2 separate regions of the Sus scrofa genome follow, and region 1 is linked to region 2. The links are chromatin contacts, called in public Hi-C maps. All regions are on one chromosome and are shown on one strand. The core of a region is the stretch at or near the end of the contact, and the rest is flanking DNA. Distances in the headings are between cores, read along the strand shown.

Region 1 (2,700 bases), core at 172-2,671, 120 kb before region 2:
CAACTAAACTTTGTAGTCCAAGGAAACAAGACCTTGGGTCCACTTGTAGTCCAGACCTGGTGTCAGGAATAGCTTTGCTATGTTGGGACCTACCAAAACACAGCTTCATTTGGAGTCACACTGTAGTGCAGTGGGTTAATGATCTGGTGTGGTCTCTGCAGCAGCTTGGGTCACTGCTGAGGTGCGGATTCTATCCCCCACCCAGTGCCCGCTGCAGTGGGTTAAGGATCCAGGGTTGCCACAGCTGTGGTGTAGTCACACCTGTGGCCCAGAACTGATCCCTGGCCCAGGAACTTCCACGTGCTGCAGGTGTGGCAAAAACAAAACAAAACACAACTTCATTTAAATTTTTTCTAAACTCTACACTTCCCTCAAAACCCTGTAGCAACTTCACCTTTTCCTTTGGTGCGACAAACCAAGGTTTCTTAGGTGTGAACTCTCCCTTATTACGGTGAATAAACCTGAATCTGGGAACTATGGATTCATTTCTGGAGGTATTACGATGATGGGATGAGAACACTGGAGGCTTTCATAGTACACTCCTCCATTTTACAAACAAAAATTGGGAACCAGAAGGGTTTCCGGTTGTTTTCAAAGTCCTCACACAGCAGTTCTTGCACATGAAGAGGGTCCAGGGTGTACACCTTCGAAAATCAAAAGACAAAATCAACTGTGGAGTGGTTTTCCTTAAACATGTAATCCTCAGTTTGATCCAGGCCTTTTAAGACCTTCTTTACACTGCAGGTCAGCATTCCTCTGGTGTTGAGATTGATGAGTTTCATAACATTTAACAGGAGGTGATTGGGACCGCCAGTTCCCAGGACCTTCTTCCACTTCGCTCTACTGTTCCACATTTCTTCAGCACCTTATATTCCTTAGACGAATTTCCTTTTTCTTTCTTTCTGGCTGTACCCACAGCATGCCAAAATTTCCAGGTGAGGGATCAACCCAGCACCATGGGCACCAACAATGTTGGGATCCTTAATCATCTGACCCACAAGAGAACTCTTCCTTTTTTCTTTCTTATTCCTGTCTCCCCAAGCCATTCTCTCAGTAATGAGCAATCTCCTGAACCTGAGAGCCAAGACCCACCGTTCATTCAAGTCTTCCTTTTTCCGGCAAAGCGCTTTAAAAAAGGTGAGCTAGCAATCAGTTTATCTCCAGACCAAAAACAAAGCAAACACTTTCTCGCAGACGTACAGTGTTTCACTTAAACTACGACAGCAAGCAGATTACGAATTCTTTGTCCTCTAAAGAAAAGAAAGCGCATCCAAAGGCACGGGGAAATCCTCAGCAGCGCCCGCAGGTGCTCAGGCACGCGGGTGACGGGAATTTGGACCTGCGACCCGGGCGCAGAGGGGCGGTGCGGGCGCGCATTGGTCGCCGAGGAACTGGAACTTCGGCGCGTGCGCAGTGCTCCGCGCGTGCGCAGTGCTCCGCCCGCGCCTCCCATCCCGCCGCCTGTCGCCCGTCTGCGGCCTCAGGAGTGGTCAAGTGGCAGCCGGCAAGCCGGCGAGCGGACAGCCGGGCGGGCCAACGTTGGGCCTTGCCTGCTCTCTCTGGGGAGGAAGGAGGGGGCCACGTTCCCGGTCTCCGGTGTCCCCCGGCCCCGCGGCCTGCCCCGCCGGCGAGGGAGAAGCTGAGGAGCCGCCGCCGTTCCGCCCGGCGTCGCCGCCGCCATGGCTGCCATGATGGATCGGAAGTGAGCCTGAGGGCTACGGTGCCGGCGCGGGCGCTGAAGCCCTGGTCCCTGGTCGCCCCCGCCGGGGAAGCGCGACGCCGCGGATCGCGGACCCTGGACCGTCGCGACCCCAGCCCATTTGCTTGGCCTACTTCCTCCAAGAGTGAGCGGCGGGGAGTGGCTCCCGGCCTCCGGCCCCGGCGGCTAGGAAGATGGCGGACCCGGCCGAATGCAACATCAAAGTGATGTGTCGCTTCAGACCTCTGAACGAGTCCGAGGTGAACCGCGGCGATAAGTACATCGCCAAGTTTCAGGGAGAAGACACGGTCATGATCGCGGTGAGTGCCCCGCCCCCACCCCGGTTCCCCTCCTTGGGGCCCGGCTGCGCCTGGAGTCCTGGGAAGTAGGGAGTGAGAGCCGAGAGGGAGCAGTCGGGTCCCCCAGCCTTCCCGGTGGGTTCCGCCGGCCCCGATGGGCCAGGGAGGGACGCGGCGCCTCCTCGGGTGCTCCTGGGTCTCCCCACCCCGGTCAGCCGCGCCGGGAATGGGAGGCGCCCACTCACGGTCCGGGGCACTCCCGCACCTGGGGCGCTGGCGGAACCGTCCGGGGAGCAAATTTAGTGCCGGCGTTTCTGCGCGTGCAGTTACTGATGCAGATGCTTGCCTTTGGTGTTTTCGGACTTCCCTCCAGATTTACCATTCATAAAATTTGGAAGATCAGAGTTCGGCCAGGAACATTGAGCTAGCAGACCAGACTAGCTGTACCTTAAATAGTAATGATACTTAGAGAAACGTTTAACCGTGCTTTTTCCCGGGCGGGAGGAGGAAAACTACCAAACAACTGCAGTTAGTTATACTTGTATCTTAAAAGTTCACCCAACCCGCCTTTTGAGTTTCCCGTTACAAATGGCGAATCGAGGGCTGTAAAAAGAAATAGCTTTCTTTTGAAATTGGAGCGGTCGATTTTGTTTAATCTTCCAGCGGATCTAGCCAGTTCACGTTCAGAAGAGAACCATAGTC
Region 2 (2,700 bases), core at 104-2,603:
TAGGGAAGATAAAGTTATCAGGACATTCCCATCCGGGCACAGTTGCTTTTCCGCTGTCTGTCCCTGTTTTGGTTCTAGAAAGAGATCACAAGGGATTCTATGGAAAATAGTTTCAGAAGCACATGGTAGTAATACTCTACTGAACAAAGGCATGGCAAAGAACTCGTTAGAAACTGAGGGAGACAGAAAAGACTACCCATGCCAAGGAAAGGGGGTCTTGAGTGTACTGATAGAGACAGTATGGTCTCAGGCTTAAGTACCTTTTCTTTGAGAGAGGAGAGTATCTTACAACTTTAAGCCCCCCGCCCTGAACATTAGATTTAATTTTCTAACAAGGTAGTAAACTAGAGTTGTTAAAGTCTTGACAATATCCCAGTGGGTTCTTTGCAGTCATTAAAGAAAAACTGGGAGTTCAGCTTGTGATTAAGGAAGCCAATGGCATCTTCAAGCATGAGGTGAAGAACAGAGAAGAGCCAATTGAATAATACCTTGGCCTTTTTTCCTAGTACTATTAACATTTTATCCAGGCGCCATAACAGACACAATCAACAGTTGGTTACTAAATGAATGGTGTCTGCAGTCCTAATACATAGCAGTTATTTTTCTCAGTCATTGAATTTTAGAGCTTAGAAGGAGACTTTGGACTTGTCCACAGGCTTTTTGGGCAGCTAAGGTTGAGAAAGATGAAGCGACAATGGAAGGAGGAGGTCTCCCCCTACATTCCCAGTGCAGCGGATCTCCTGCAAACGCAGCATACTGGGCTAACTTTGGGCAACAACACCGCAGCGCACACAACAGGCCAGTGGACAGCGGGGAGAGGAGTCGGCGGTCAGCTGCCTCGGGACTGCAGCGGAGTGTGCGCTGCCGGTCCCAGCAGGAGCCCCGTCATGGACCAGGGTCTCCAGAGCTGCACTTCACCGACCGAAGTATCCTGTGGACTCTTCCTGAGCCTGCCCGCGGGATTTCCGGGTTCAGGAACCGCTGACCGACGCCGGGCAGCGTTCCCAGCAGGCAGGCGGCAGGAGAAAGAGGTGGGGGCGGGCCCACGGCCCCCTCCTCCCCAGCCCCACTCCAACCACTCCAGTCTCGGAAGTTTTCCAGTCCACCCTTCCCTCCTTTTCCCCAGGAGCGTTTTCTCAGCTTTTCCCACCTGGAGTTTGCAAAGCATCCACACCCCCTCCGCCCTCTAGGAGCGCGCCACTCCGCGCGCCTCGGCCCCGCCCTCTGCCTCCCCTCCTCCTCCCGGATCCTCCAAGGCCGAGTCACCCCTCGCCCGGCGGGCCGTCACGTGCGCCTCGCCCCGCCCCATCACGTGGCGCGCCCCGCCCCCGTCCCACGTGACCGCTTCCCCGCCCCGCCCCCGCGCCGGCGCGCTCCGACGTGCCCTGGAACTTACCCTCCCGGGGAGAGCTGCCTGCGGGGACGCGCCGGCCGCGGCCGCCGCCGAGTGAGCGCCCTTCGGGCTCGCCTGGGTGCCCCACTGCTGCCGCCGGCACGGGAGGGAGCCGCTTCCCGCGAGGCCGCTGCGCTCTCTGTGAGGTGAGGGGGCTTGCGAGCGGAAGGCAGTTCGGGCGGCGCAGCACAAAGGCGCCTGGGGCTGGGGTTTGTACCCGCCGAGGGCTGCGGGGCCGGGGGAGGCGTGTGCTGGCGCGCGGTGGCGCCGAGGGGCGCGAGTGCAGCCGGAGGCGCGGCCCGAGGGGTCGGGGCTCGGGGCGGGGACCGTCGCCGGCAGGTCGGCAGATATGGGCTGCGGGGTTTAAATGGCTCGAAGTTGTGGCTCCTTTGCCCCCCGGTTTTCTGACTTCCTGTGAGAGGGCAGTGCCCGCCGCCCCGCCCCCAGGAAGGAGGGTATCGGGGCGTGTGTGTGTGTGTGTGTGTGTGTGTGTATGTGTGTAAAAGGCTGGCGGTGCCGCCCTCTTTCCTGGTCTCCCGCCACCGCGCGTGCCCGCTTCCCAGCCGCTGGAGGGGGTGCACCCCCCACCCCACCCCGGAGCGGATCTGGGCCTCCCCTCGAGGGCTTTGACCTCAAAACTGGGCGCTCGGGGCTCTGCAGTCTGTAGAGGTGCCCCGCCCCTGCTGAATGGGCATTTGCTTCTCTGCGAGGAATTTCCTCGGGGTCCTTAAATTTAAAGAATTCCCTGTCCTCTCCTCTGGGGTCGTTGATTATCTTCTAAGAATGACTGTCCTTGGCGTGTTTTATCTTAAGTTACCGCAGACTCCTGGAGAAGAAACGGCCACAGGGTCATCAGCAGAGCAAAAGGCACGGCCTTGCGTTTTAGAGGCGTGTGATGTTTTCCTGTCGGCTGCAGCAGCAGTCGTTTTAAATGCACTTGCGAAGGCAAAAGCAAAATGTTCAAAGCGTAGCACTATGAAAAGTTCTCACGTCATTCCAAGCGAAGTGTTGTGGCAGAGGCAGTTAGCCCTCGTCCTGCTTGATGGTTAATCATGACCTGTGGAGGTAGAATTTATTGACCGTTCATGCGCGTATTCCTTGGGGGCGATGATGTAGAGGAAGGAATATTGAGGAGTCGCTGGAATCTGGTTCAGATTCTGCCCCCCGCTTCTAAAGGTGAGACCTTGGAAGGCTCTGAATGTTGCAGTGAGAGGTTGTTAAAGTATCCAGCTCCTTGCCATGCCTCTCTAATATTTAAATGTTGGGTACCGGTAGCCTAGAGATAGATGTACTAGTTTGTCATTCGG

Evidence for each region. A called contact is a pair of places that touch in the nucleus more often than the background predicts.
Region 1: a contact with region 2 is called in a Hi-C map of liver, with 5 times the contacts expected there. The contact joins the promoter of KIF5B here to the promoter of ARHGAP12 in region 2. A contact is called at or near these places in 5 of 47 Hi-C or Micro-C datasets (alveolar macrophages, embryonic fibroblasts, heart right ventricle and 1 more) and 1 of 2 datasets of contacts at active chromatin or transcription factors (alveolar macrophages).

Annotation. Positions count from the first base shown.
Region 1 is chr10:42,692,272-42,694,971 of Sscrofa11.1, reverse strand. KIF5B (kinesin-1 heavy chain) reads left to right here and starts at 1,421. Exons shown (of 26, transcript XM_021064805.1): 1 at 1,421-2,019. The coding sequence starts at 1,894.
Region 2 is chr10:42,576,004-42,578,703 of Sscrofa11.1, reverse strand. ARHGAP12 (rho GTPase-activating protein 12) reads left to right here and starts at 1,353. Exons shown (of 18, transcript XM_021064803.1): 1 at 1,353-1,539.